Linked DNA regions of Mus musculus: region 2 is linked to region 1. The links are chromatin contacts, called in public Hi-C maps. All regions are on one chromosome and are shown on one strand. Each heading gives the region's core, a stretch centred on a gene start, on an enhancer-like site or on the middle of the called end of the contact. The rest is flanking DNA. Distances are from core to core; before and after follow the strand shown. Region 1 overlaps Enox1 (ecto-NOX disulfide-thiol exchanger 1). Region 2 overlaps Enox1 (ecto-NOX disulfide-thiol exchanger 1).

Evidence for each region. Hi-C and Micro-C count contacts between places; a contact is called where the count stands out from the background.
Region 2: a contact with region 1 is called in a Hi-C map of peritoneal macrophages, with 2.5 times the contacts expected there. The contact joins two enhancer-like sites. A contact is called at or near these places in 1 of 484 Hi-C or Micro-C datasets (peritoneal macrophages) and 2 of 9 other capture datasets (bone marrow-derived macrophages and embryonic stem cells).

The regions. Positions count from the first base shown.
Region 1 is chr14:77,338,311-77,344,867 of GRCm38.p6, reverse strand. The region is part of intron 3 of Enox1 (ecto-NOX disulfide-thiol exchanger 1); the gene reads right to left. Among named protein-coding and RNA genes, the nearest start is that of Gm41217, 29 kb to the left of the region's middle. Within about 2 kb of position 1,252, at least 41 of the 459 cell types and tissues checked have an H3K27ac peak or open chromatin away from gene starts, as enhancers often do. A contact at or near this core is called in bone marrow-derived macrophages and peritoneal macrophages, where this site is marked.
Region 2 is chr14:77,545,029-77,550,790 of GRCm38.p6, reverse strand. The region is part of intron 7 of Enox1 (ecto-NOX disulfide-thiol exchanger 1); the gene reads right to left. Among named protein-coding and RNA genes, the nearest start is that of Gm6994, 41 kb to the right of the region's middle. Within about 2 kb of position 3,735, at least 39 of the 459 cell types and tissues checked have an H3K27ac peak or open chromatin away from gene starts, as enhancers often do. A contact at or near this core is called in bone marrow-derived macrophages and peritoneal macrophages, where this site is marked.

The DNA of each region.
Region 1 (6,557 bases), core at 3-2,502:
CCTTTTTTGTTTTCGAAAAGTTTTTCCAGATTCCGTAGAGTTAAGGCAGCACACAAGGCCAGAGATAATAGGAGATAGGAATTCTCGTTTCACAGTCTAGTTATAGTTATAGACGAGGAGTGGTGGCTTAACAGATTATAAGAATTTCTATCTTGAAGAGAAACAACTGGCCTTGGGAATAAGTTATCTGTACCCAGAAATGCTCAATGGAGACAATTTTATATTTTCCTGGAGATATTGCAAAGAAGATTCATGCATCAGAAAGCCACTTTATTTCCTGACCTTTAATATCCCCCTTCGAATTCTTCCAGCCTGAAGCTCCTATGACCATGAAAATACTATACACTGAGGCCAGAACACACACCAACACGGTCAGATGTAAACTGAGAGTCTTTTAGCCTCCAGTACCCGGCAGATGCCTGTTTACTGCTTTCATATCAGGGCAAAGTCTTCCTGCTGGCCTTCACTACAGGGACCTACGTTTCTGTCTTCCAAAGGGAACAGAGTAAATCAATGGTAGATGAAAGTGGGAACTGGACAGCCACTGTAGTACACTGAGCTCCATAGAGACAGTACTGGGGCAAGCAAGAGCTGGATAGCCACTTGGCTACTCTGTGCCTCGCACAGGAAAACCAACTCCATGTCAACAGAGCCCAGATCCTAACAAGCTGTGAAGCAACAATGTCATCATGTGAATTCTTTGTGCAAACTCGCTGGGAGGAGCATGAGAAACATCCGGATGCTTCCATCAGCTTCTTGGTAGGGGGAGGGGGGGGGAGTCTAAGAAGCGCTCTGAGAAGTGGGTGACCCGTCTGCAGAAGAAAGGGGCATGGAAAAAGCTGACAAGGCTTCTTATGAAAGAGAAATAAAACCCTACATCTCCTAAAGGGGAGGCCAAAAGGAAAGCGCAAGGACCACGAAGCACACAGAGGCCTCCTTCAGTTTTCTTCCTGTTCTGTTCTGAGTCACACCCCCAGAACAAAACCGAAGTACTTCCTTATCCATTGGTGACGTTGCAAAGATACTGGGAGCGATGTGGGGCAGCTCCACTGCAGAGAACAAGCAGCCCTGTGAGGAGGCTGCTGAGCTGAAGTAAAGAGGAAAGGGTATTGCTGCCTAGAGAACCAGAGGAAAACCGGATGCAGACAAAAAAAAAAAAAAAAAAAAAAAGCAGGTCTTCAGGGCTGGAAGAGCAAGAAAACCAAACAAACAAAGAAGGAAGAAGAGGATGAAGAAGATGAGGGAGGCGATGAGTACGCTGGTTCTAGTATGGGGTTCTTCTTTTCTATAAAGCATTTCAGCCCCCTGTACATGATTCACTCCTTTGTCCTTTTAAGGAAAAAACACTGAAATGTAAGGATGTGCAAGATTTGTTTTAAATCCGTACATTTTCGTCATTGTCTTCTTCCTCCTGCTCCTCTTCCATCTCCTCCTCCTAGTACAGTTAATAAACTACTGAATGTGTCTTCAGCTAGCCCTAATAAAGTTGCCTAGGACAGTCTTGGGGTTGTAAATCGGTATGGAAATTTAAAGCAGGTTCTTGTTGGTGCACAGCACACAATTTAATTATGTATGAGAACACTAGTTTTGTTTTTGTTTTTTTTAACCTTCAGTTGTTTCTGATGCAGCTTATATGAAAATAACCAATGTTCTGTTAACAAAATGCCACCCTGTGGTTGCAAAAAACAAAACAAAACAAAACAAAAAGGAAAATAGAAAAAGAAAAAAAGCAGCTGTTTTGTTGACATTCTGAATGGTTCTAAGTTAGTGCTTTCTTTTTTAAATTAAAAGAGAAAGGAAGGAAGGAGGGAGGGAGGGAGAAAGGCAGGCAGGCAGGCGCTGGAGGAATGTCTCATTAGAGGACTGGTTGCTCTTCCAGAGGACCCAAGTTCAATTCCCAGCACCCACATGCAGATCACAGCTACAACTCCAATTCTAGGGGACCTGACATCCTCATACAGACATACATGCAGGCAAAAACACCAATGCATGTGAAATAAAATGAATATGTTTTTTTTTAAGGAAAGAAAGGAAATACTTGAGTCCTGGAACAAGGGTGTTCTTAGAAACCGAGAAATCAGAGTTAAGCTGGCGTTGAATGTTCATGATAAAGAAAACCGGTGTAAGGCTAAAGGAGAGAAAATCCAAAGACCCTGAACACTTTACATGAGACTAAGATAAAACAGCAAAACTGAACAAACAATGCTATGGCTCTTACTTGGAAAGGGAGAAGCTGACTTTATACAAACCCCAAGACGCCTTTACCCCACCGCAGGTTGCAGCACCCGAGAGGAAACAGTCAACCTCTCCCGCAGACATTCTGAAGTAGACTCTCAAGGCCTGTCTCAAGATAAGCGCCATCACAAACAAGGGGGCTGAGGGCAGGGCAGGGATACCCAACCGGGCACTGGGTACTATCCCTCATGCAAAGCGAGGCAACCTAGGAAAATCCAGCGCAGCGATAGACTGAGAGTCAGTGGACTTCTAGATCTACGGTCCAATGACATAAGCTAAGATACTCACATCTCTGAGATAAACTACAGTCCATCGGCCGTATCAGGAAAGATTAATACCTGGCAGTCTTCCTCAACTTTCCTATGCACTGGCATTTTATCCTAGTCCTATCCTAATTCTTAGTGATCTATATGTGCAGGGGCAGTCATCCCTCAGCTTCTATCCCCCTTCCCCCTTTTTACTGTAAATGAACAAAAGCTCTTTTATCATCAACAAATAAGGCGACATGGTCTTAACGGAGCAGTACGACTTAATTCTCAACATAGCGGATCTGGAGCAGCTGTTCTGTGGGGTATTTTCGGGAGCTGACCAGAATAGAATAGCTGCTCTCTGAACAGTTCTGTATGCTCAGGTGAATTCCTAAAAATACACACTTCTTCTCCTTTCTATAGCAGTGAAAGTCATTTTCAACCACCCTACAAAAGACGGGATGTCAGTGTGTGTTAGCCTCAGTTAAGCTGTTTCAAATCCTATCCCTGCAATTGGTGGGGGGGCGGGGGGGATGCGTTCAAATTCTGATGAGCTAGCCAAAATTTCCTCGGTGCTGCCACACTCCTGGACTGCCTGCACAGTCTTAGTGAGCGCATTTAGAACTCAAGGAACCATAGGGCTTATTTTTAGAGGAAAAATGGCCACATATTCCGCTCCCCCACCCTATGTGGATACATATTTACATGAGTTTGTAGGTGTTTAATCTGGGACCTGGAGAAGTTTTAAATTTTCACATATACACGTTCTCTAGTAAGCTCCATTGGCATTCAGGAGCTTGCCAATTTAATATGGCTTGCCCTTTGCGAGATTAACTGCAGCAGGTGGTGAGAAAAGTTAGGAGTCCGTGCTGAAAGACAAGGTATGAACTTATTTTAAGGTTCCTAGATGAATGGTTTATTCGGTATACCTTACAGTATACCTTATATATATCCGAATACCTTACACACCTTAGCGTAAGCCAGAATGTGAGGGGCTGGAAACCAGACATGAGCGATTTTATCACTCTGTGGGGTTGAATGGTTCCTTCTACTATCACTGGCTTTATTTTATTCAAGGGGCAAAAACTAAATTTTCTATGGAGAATTTAAAACCTTTTTGACTTTATGTTATTCTATCTGCACAAGTGTTTTGCCCACATGTATGTCTGCACTACATGTATGCTTAGGGCCTGCAGAGCTCAGAAGAGTACACCAAAAGCCTTGCAACTGGAGTTGCATATGTTGTGAGTTGTGGGTGCTCAAAATCGAACCTGGGTCCTGTGCAAGAACAACAAGCACTCTTAACCACTGAGCCAAACCTCTGGCCCTGTACTAATATTTGATTTAGAAATTTATCATTGACATATAGAATTACCAAATGAGCAAGGAAAAGAAGCTTACAAACATCAGTGATTCTTGATTACAAATGATACTTTTCCTAATACTGTGGTGGAAGAGCTTTTTTTTGTCCTTATTTTAATAGTGAAAGACATAAAAAGAAGATTTATTCAATACATTGATAAATCTTATCAATTCATTGATAGATCTTGTGACACGCCCCCTCATCTCCCAAATCCATCTGGAGAGTCTTGACATATGAGCAATAAGTAAATAGAAATTAAGAGAGATGGATAATTTAGCAGGCCAAACAAGGTGTGGTCCTTGACCACCACTGCCGTAGCTTTAGATGATCAAAATAAGCAGCAAGGCTCATCTGGTCTTTACAGGAAGCGACAGATGCTGAGCTGCCTGCAGTGTAAGGGGCGGCCATGCAGAATACAAAACCTTCCAACCTGAGAAGTCAAAGCCGCTAATGATTGTGGAAGAAACACAGAGGAGATGAGTGACAGGGGACAAGGCCTCTCTTTCCGTTCACAGGTTACTGGTAACACTAGTAAAATGACAGACCATATCTACTGTGACCTTCATATACATATTCTTGTATAAATGCACATGTATAATACACACATGCAGATAATTTATATCACATCTGCCTCCTGGAAACAGAAAATGCCTTCTTTTTTTAGTACCTATCAAATGAGTATAAAATTTAATCTACATTATGTCACATATAAAAATAGATTCCCCCATAGTAAACATTCTTTTATCTCTATGATATGAAACTGTTATTAACAAGTTTCAAAACATCAAACCTTCTGAAAAATGTCTATTTCCCTGTAATTTGGGGTGACCATGCGCATCACAGCTGCTCACCCCCAGAGCCTTGATAGCTTTGTCTAGGTTCAGAGTTTATCCACACACATTTCCTCCTGGGTCCTCTGTCCTCACAAAACTCTTCTTTAAGTCTTTGATAACTTCATACTTATATGCAATTCAATGTGTCATTTCTATCGCCATTTTCTCCTCTAACACCTCCCTAGATACCTTCTAACATTGTTCTCCCAACTTCATATGGACATCTCTCTCCCCCTCCCTCCCTTCTTTTCCCTCTCCCTTCCTTCTCTCTCTCTCACTCTCTCTTTTTATAAACAACTAAGTCCTGTTAGTACTGCCCACGTATTTGGGTGTGGAACCATCCATTGAAACGTACAATTCCTAACAGTGGCCACACCCTCAAAGAAGAACGATTCTCCCTTCCTTGGCATTCTTCAACTGCTAATAATGCAACTAATAATAATGGTGTGGGATACAGTCTGGAGAGCGCTTTCTTATCTGTGTATGTCCAGAAGACAGCATTCCACAGCACTCCACCAGAGATAACATTCTTTCTGCCTCTTCTTTCTCAATATTCCCTAAGACTTGGTGATGGTGGTAATGGTTCTCTCTCTCTCTCTCTCTCTCTCTCTCTCTCTCTCTCTGTGTGTGTGTGTGTGTGTGTATGTGTATGTGTGTATGTATGCATGTATGTATGTATGTATGTATGTATGTATGTAAGACGTCTCAGTTTTACATCTCTTGAATGGACGGAGAAAACTGCAAAGAGGGCTTCTCTGTACAAGGCAGAGAGCAGCCCAGGTCTATGAGTATAAACATAAATACTTATAAGCCAGTTTGACAAGATGACTATTTATCAAAATAATGATAACAGGTTCTACCCTGGGGCTTATATGACCTCTCCAGCCAGGGGCTTTTGACCAAGGCATAAAATTCTCTCATAAGATGTAAGCCTCAAATCCAGTCACAAAGGTTGTTAGCTACCATAATGGTCATGTCCCTATTTGGTCAATACATACATCTTGCCTCTAGGTCAGTTTAGAAGCATGGAGGGTCCAGTGCTGGGCGAGGCCACTGATACAGTTCCTAGCTCAGCAGCTTGCATAGCAACTTCCAGCACTATCAAAGCTAGTTAGCTGGAAGAAAAATCTGGCTTCTGAGTAAAACTCTTACTTAATTATTAGCACTTAAGGAAAGCCTCATGATGGATTCTCCCCCAAATCAGGAGCCTCTCTCCTGCTGGCACCTCACACTTTCCTTATTTCTACTACAGCACTGCAGATATTTGCATACAGGCTCTATCTCTCCTCTAAGACAAGATGCTCATGTTGAGAGGAAGGGCCAGGCCTTATGTGTTCTTGTATTTGAAGTACTACAAGTCTAAATGCTTCCATACATGGGCGTTTTGTTTATTGAACACATACAAACTCAGACTATAAAACCCAAAGTATTGCAAAGGATCGTGAGCAGTGGGTTTTCCTTCCAGTGTTCCTGCAGGTGCACAGGGTGAAAACGTAGGATCTGAAACCCAGCTGGGAGCAGGCACTGCCTGTTCCTCTCTCCTCCTGCAGGCAGAGTTAGGGCAGCTTGAAGCCTGCTCTAACCCCACACTGAGGAACTCTAATTACCTCCAGTGAGGGAGGAGCTGGTAGCAACAGCCACTGTAGAAGCCCAGAAAGAGTTCCCACCATCACTTCTTATCACATCAGGCAGGGGTGGGAGGATGTGTGTGAGGATGGTGGAAGAACCAGGCTGGGACTGCTGGCCTCCCTGCATTGCTGGTGTGGAAGGAATACTTCTTCATATATGCTCCCCTCAATGTACACTCTTGACATATTCTTCAACGCCAAATACTGACCTGTGTTCCAATACTCTAGTAAAAGTGTATAAGCCTGTGAG
Region 2 (5,762 bases), core at 2,486-4,985, 200 kb before region 1:
AATTATCAAGTGATCCTAAGTATCTCTAACATTCTGCACTGGGAAGCAGAACTGCAGAAAAAAATTAATACAACAGAAAACTGATACAAATCAATGTTCTATAAATATCAACAACCCTCTCCTAATAATTGCTAGAATGCATAGACAGAAAATCTACATATTTAGAAAATTTAAGCAGCATTGGCAACTAATCCAACATAATTGACATTTATAGAATGCTCATGCAACAACAGCAGAAAAACATTATCTCTGGTCTTTTTCATTTTTTCAAGTACACATGGAAGAGTTATCAAGATAGGCCACATTGTAGGCATGAATCAAATCTTGATAATATAGACACAAATCACATAATGTATATTATTGGTTCACAAAGGAATCAAATTAGAAATTAATGATAAGAAGATACCTAGAGAATCACCAACTAATTGGAAACTAAACAACACATCTCCGAATAACCTGTAGGTCAGACAGAAACCAGAAGGGAAATTAAAAGAGCATCTCAAACTAAATGAGAGTACAACACACAAGCCCCTTGGGAGGCAGCTCCAGGAGCGTCAGCAGACAAGTTCCTGGCACTCGGCACTCGGTGGCTCCAGGAGAAAAGCAGAAAGGCTGCCCAGCACTGACAGTGGCTCCTCCCGAGCAAGCCAGGGAGAGAACAGTAGTCCACCAAACCTGGCTCAGGGAGAAGCTAACAGGAGTCATCGGACTACCGAGAATAAATACTAAGAGAAAATCATACCTGGTGCTCGGTTTTGTGTGGGTGAAATAGACAAATTTCTACGTGAGCCACGCAAGGAAAGGGAGTGTATTAGGCGTGATACCAGATACTGCTGACACTAGACGAGAGAAGGTTGACATAGTTAGAGAGCCGATGTATAGTAAGTATAAAGGATTATTACAGAACACTTAGGCCAATACATACGACAAAGTGATTCCTTGAAATACACGAAGTACCAAAGCCACTGGAAGAACTCATTTATATAGCCAGTTACCTATGATGGAAGTTGAATTTCTATATGTAATTGTTCATATAAAGCAAGTATATCTTAGATTGCCCTAGTAGGGAATTAATGTTAAATACTAAATACGAAGAAATATGGATTGTACACAAATTTTTACAGTCATATGGAAAGTTGTGCATATGAATTTGTGAATGTGTGTGTATATGTATGTGTGTATATATGTGTGTGCATGTGTGTGTATATATGTATGTGTGTATGTGTGTATGTATGTGTAAATGTATCTGTATATATATGTGTGTGTATGTATGTATGTATTATGTATGTATATGTGTGTATTACTTGACAACTGATTTTAGGATTCTATCATTCCTCTCATACCAAAATCAGGCAAAAACAGAAGGAAAGGAAATTATAGGCAACATCCTTCATGAACTTTTATGTAAAATTTGCATCTAAGCTCTTGGCAAATTGAATCTAATGATCTATATAAATGATAATGTATCATAAAGAACTAGAAAATACAAGGCTAGTTTCACATCAAACCCAACAACCACCACAACAAAACCAAATGACGTTTACACCACGGTGGACTAATAAGAGAAGATGTAGATCATCTCAATGGGTGCCGGGAAACATCTGGCAGAAGACAGAGCTCTTTTTCTTACCTGCCTAAAGCCCAGGGGAAACTCCCTCAGTCTGATAAAGGCAACAGCTTCATTACTTATCAGTATGCACACACCACCCTGTGTTTCCTCAGAAGACGAGAAACCAAGTAAGGACAGCATCTCTTAACACTGCTATTCACCTAGTGCCTAAATGACATCGTGAATCACTCTCAGAACAACTGTAATGAGTGAAAGAAGCCAAGCATTGAATGAATCCTACATAGTTCATTCATAAGAAAATTTTGTCATAAAAGATAATTTATAGGGCTGGTGAGATGGCTCAGTGGGTAAGAGCACCCGACTGCTCTTCCGAAGGTCCAGAGTTCAAATCCCAGCAACCACATGGTGGCTCACAACCATCCGTAACAAGATCTGACTCCCTCTTCTGGTGTGTCTGAAGACAGCTACAGTGTACTTACATAAAATAATAAATAAATCTTAAAAAAAAAAAAAAGATAATTTATAGACAAACAGAAGACCAATGGTTCTCAAGGAATGTGATAGACAGGACCATGAGGAGGGAATATTACAGAGGGAACTAGGAACTATTTTGGCATGGCTGATACATTCCTTATTTTGATTGAAATAGGTACACGTATGTATGCTACAATCTATCACATTGGTACAGCATAGGTCTGCTCCACTCATTATATTTCAGTTACAATTCATTAAACTATAAACAGTGAGTGACATGTCCCTTAGATCATCTGTAAAATTGAAATCACTGCCACAGTGACCCAAGTAAAGCCCACACAGGTCTATGTCTCAGGACACAGTTTACTTAAATAGGCATTGCTGTTCTAACATGGACTAAAAATAATATCAGATGTGCACATATAAGGTTTTTTAGTGTACAGTAAGGGACACTTAATAGAACTTGACAGAAACACAGTCAGCTACATGCCAATTCTACAATCTCACAAGTTAGTAAGAAATGAGATGAAGGTGATCTGGCATGAAAGATGGCCCCCGGACCTCAAAAGATGATTTGGGAGGGCTAAATTAATTCTCACCTTCAACTCAATCCTACGGAGAAAATGTCTCTCAAGTAACATAAAAACTTGCAAGACTTTAGATGTCACTGTACATCTGAATTTATTCCGTAGAAATTTTTCTCCCAATGTGCTAAATTTCAAGACTTTCTTGGAGCCATGAGCAGAATGAGAAAGCGCAGATGGTTGAAGCTCACAGTCATAGAGATTCAAGGCAAGCAAATCTTAAACTCTATTTGTGATTGAAATGCAGTCGAGCTGAGAAGCCTCTATCCTAGGCACAGAGGGGAGAGTGAGGCTGAGAGAGCATTAATATTTTAATATGACCATTGTCGGTTGACACCTCATTGGAAGCCTATATGGTACTCTGCTGTCTCCTTTAGAAGTAGCATTTAAAACCATTTCTAAATGCTCAATAAATAGGGTCTATTTAGGTGTTACAAAGAAACAGTTCCCATGCGGTATCCACAAGGTTTCACTCAATCTCCTGTGGCTGTCGTTGCCAAGATTGCAATTACAGGAAGGGTTCTGGGCCAAACAAGAAACGACACCATTCCCATGGACAGCCATTCTCCTGACACTGGGGAGCCAGTCTGTTGTTGGCAGATCACACGGATTGGTTTGTCAGTGGCTTTGCATCTTCTGGAAGACCCCTGCGGGATAATAGCACTTGACTGAGAGTGTACCCCCTCTCTTCCCTCCTTCCAGCAGGCATTTTGACATCTTTCAAAAGTAGATGTCCCAGAATAAAGAGGCTTCCAGGCTTCTAAGCAGGAGAAGAAAATGCCCAGGGCTGCCAGCTGCAGAGTGCTCATGTCCACATTCCCGTCGTCCCACTCACTGGAGATTTGGCACCACCTCTGTACCACCATAAAGTTATTTGTAGAGAGGGTATAACCATAGCACCTATTTTACTGGGTCAGGATTACACAGGGTTACTACTATAAGATGCTTGGAATAAAGTCTGGTTTGTAAACAGCATATGAAATCTATGCTTCTTGTTAACCCGGCTCTACTGTCCTTCAGTAGAGCCCGACCATCACATTGCTAAGCCACTTCCCTACAGTGAGCACACAAGCAATAAAATGAAGAAGCACATCCTTTAATGATGATGCAAAACCTTCCAGAAAGGAGAACTGAACATGGCCAAGGTCTCAAATATCAAGACCTACTACAGTCACAGTACAAAGGATCGGGTCCTTTCTGCATGCAATGTATCATATAACAGGTACCATGTACATTACTTTATTAATTCCTATTACAATTTCATGCAGAGGCTATCAGACCTCACATTTTTTGAAACAAGGAAACTTAGACCAGAGAAAATTAAAGGCAAATTACTTGTCTCAGCCCTCGTGGTTGAGAAGAGCATTTCTGGATGGAAGTGCCTGGCAGTGCCTGGCTCTCAGCCCATGGGCTTCCTGCTATGTCATGTGGCTTTTCAGTCCAAAAAGGAAGTGGTATTTTCTGAGCAAAGGCATTTAGGAGGAAAACAAATCTGTCAGGAGGCAGCACTTCCAACAACACGCAGACTTTGAAGCCATTAAGAGAAGGATAGGATTAAATGCTGCTGGGCGAAACAGTTTTCTTGTGACATCGGAACATGGCGGGATGGTCTCATTGCAGGCCCCTCCATGCAGCAGAATAACACTCCTGAAATGAAGTCACTTTATTCCCTGGTGCTTCCTTGGCTGGACTTGGTACCAGAACTCAAACTAGGCTACTTGGTGCTAACTTCTGTGAAAAGAATGTGCTTCAGAAAGCTTGATGAAAAAAATATAACCTGGTGGTATCATGGTTTCTTTCTCTAGAGGCAGTGTGGCATCAATGCCCTAAGAGAGATTCCCTGCTTCTCAGATAGGAGGGAAGGGACCTCTGGTAGAGTCCCTACATGAGTTTAATTTCATATACACTTAGACAAATTAATGACTAAAAGGTGCAAAGACTTGAAAAGCAAGAGAAAGTTTTATTTCCTAATATTAACAAATCCGTGTCACCCAGAAAGACTCTCAGGATGTGTTTGGAAGGGAAGAAAATGAAATTGCCTTGCATATTAAGTAGCAGTTCTCTAAAAGTTTAGTAGACTAAACCAAACTTGAGCTTCTGGTTACCAAAAAATGTTCATCTGTTAGCTACTGTCATGGGTTGAAATCCCCAACATAAAAAAAAAAAAAAAAGAAAAAATTGAAAAAAAACAAAACTAAACTAAACAAAACGCCACCGACAAATTCTTCTCCCGGAGATGAGTAAGACTGACAGGGATTTCCAATGCTGCTGTTTTCTGAGATAGACTCCTGGTATGCAACTGAGACTCTCTCTCTTGCCCAGGTGAGCCTTGGGCTGTGCCTTTGCCACCAGCCTCCTGGAAGCAGGGACTGAAGATGTCACCCACTGTATCTGACACAGAGCATTTATAAAAGAAGAAATTGGTGTGGCTGTTTGAAAAGATTTGAAAAGTTTCACACCAGATTAAGACAGTCTGCACAGAAATCACTAGCAAATATTTTTGTAGTAACTATTTTACAAAGACTCGAAGAATGGGTCAACATGATGTGTAGTGAAATTCTCATTGACAAGAAATCTCCTAGACACCTGAAATAGTTAAGTTTGTATAATTGGTTGCATCAGTTTGTAAATTTGTAGACAAGGCAAGCAAAAGATCCACATGGAACTGACTTTCAAGTCACTGAATTACAATATTGCTACGCTGCACACTTGCATGTGTTCAAGAGTTTGACAGTAAAATTTCCTTGGAAAACTGCAAGTTCTTTAAAGAACACTCTCTTTGGAGAGGAAACATGAATGAGGTAAGATCCATGGTCCCATCCTGCTGATGCCACCAAGACATGCTGGCGGTGATGCTTAAACTCGACGTAATAATTTTATCATTGCTTTCCCATGGGGATTTTTGAAGATGGTTAAATGTATTAGAGCATGTAACTTTATACAACATAGTTTTCAGAAGCAAAGGTCTAGTTTAGCATGTGCACAGTCTTCCATGATAAGAGGAGAAAGCATAAATCACAATACCATAGACATTTTTGTCCAAAGCAAATGTGTTTGATAGCTGCTTCCCACTCAGAATGTATGTAAGAGGGGAAATGCCAATCAAAACTAATGCTTTCTATGGACCATGTTTC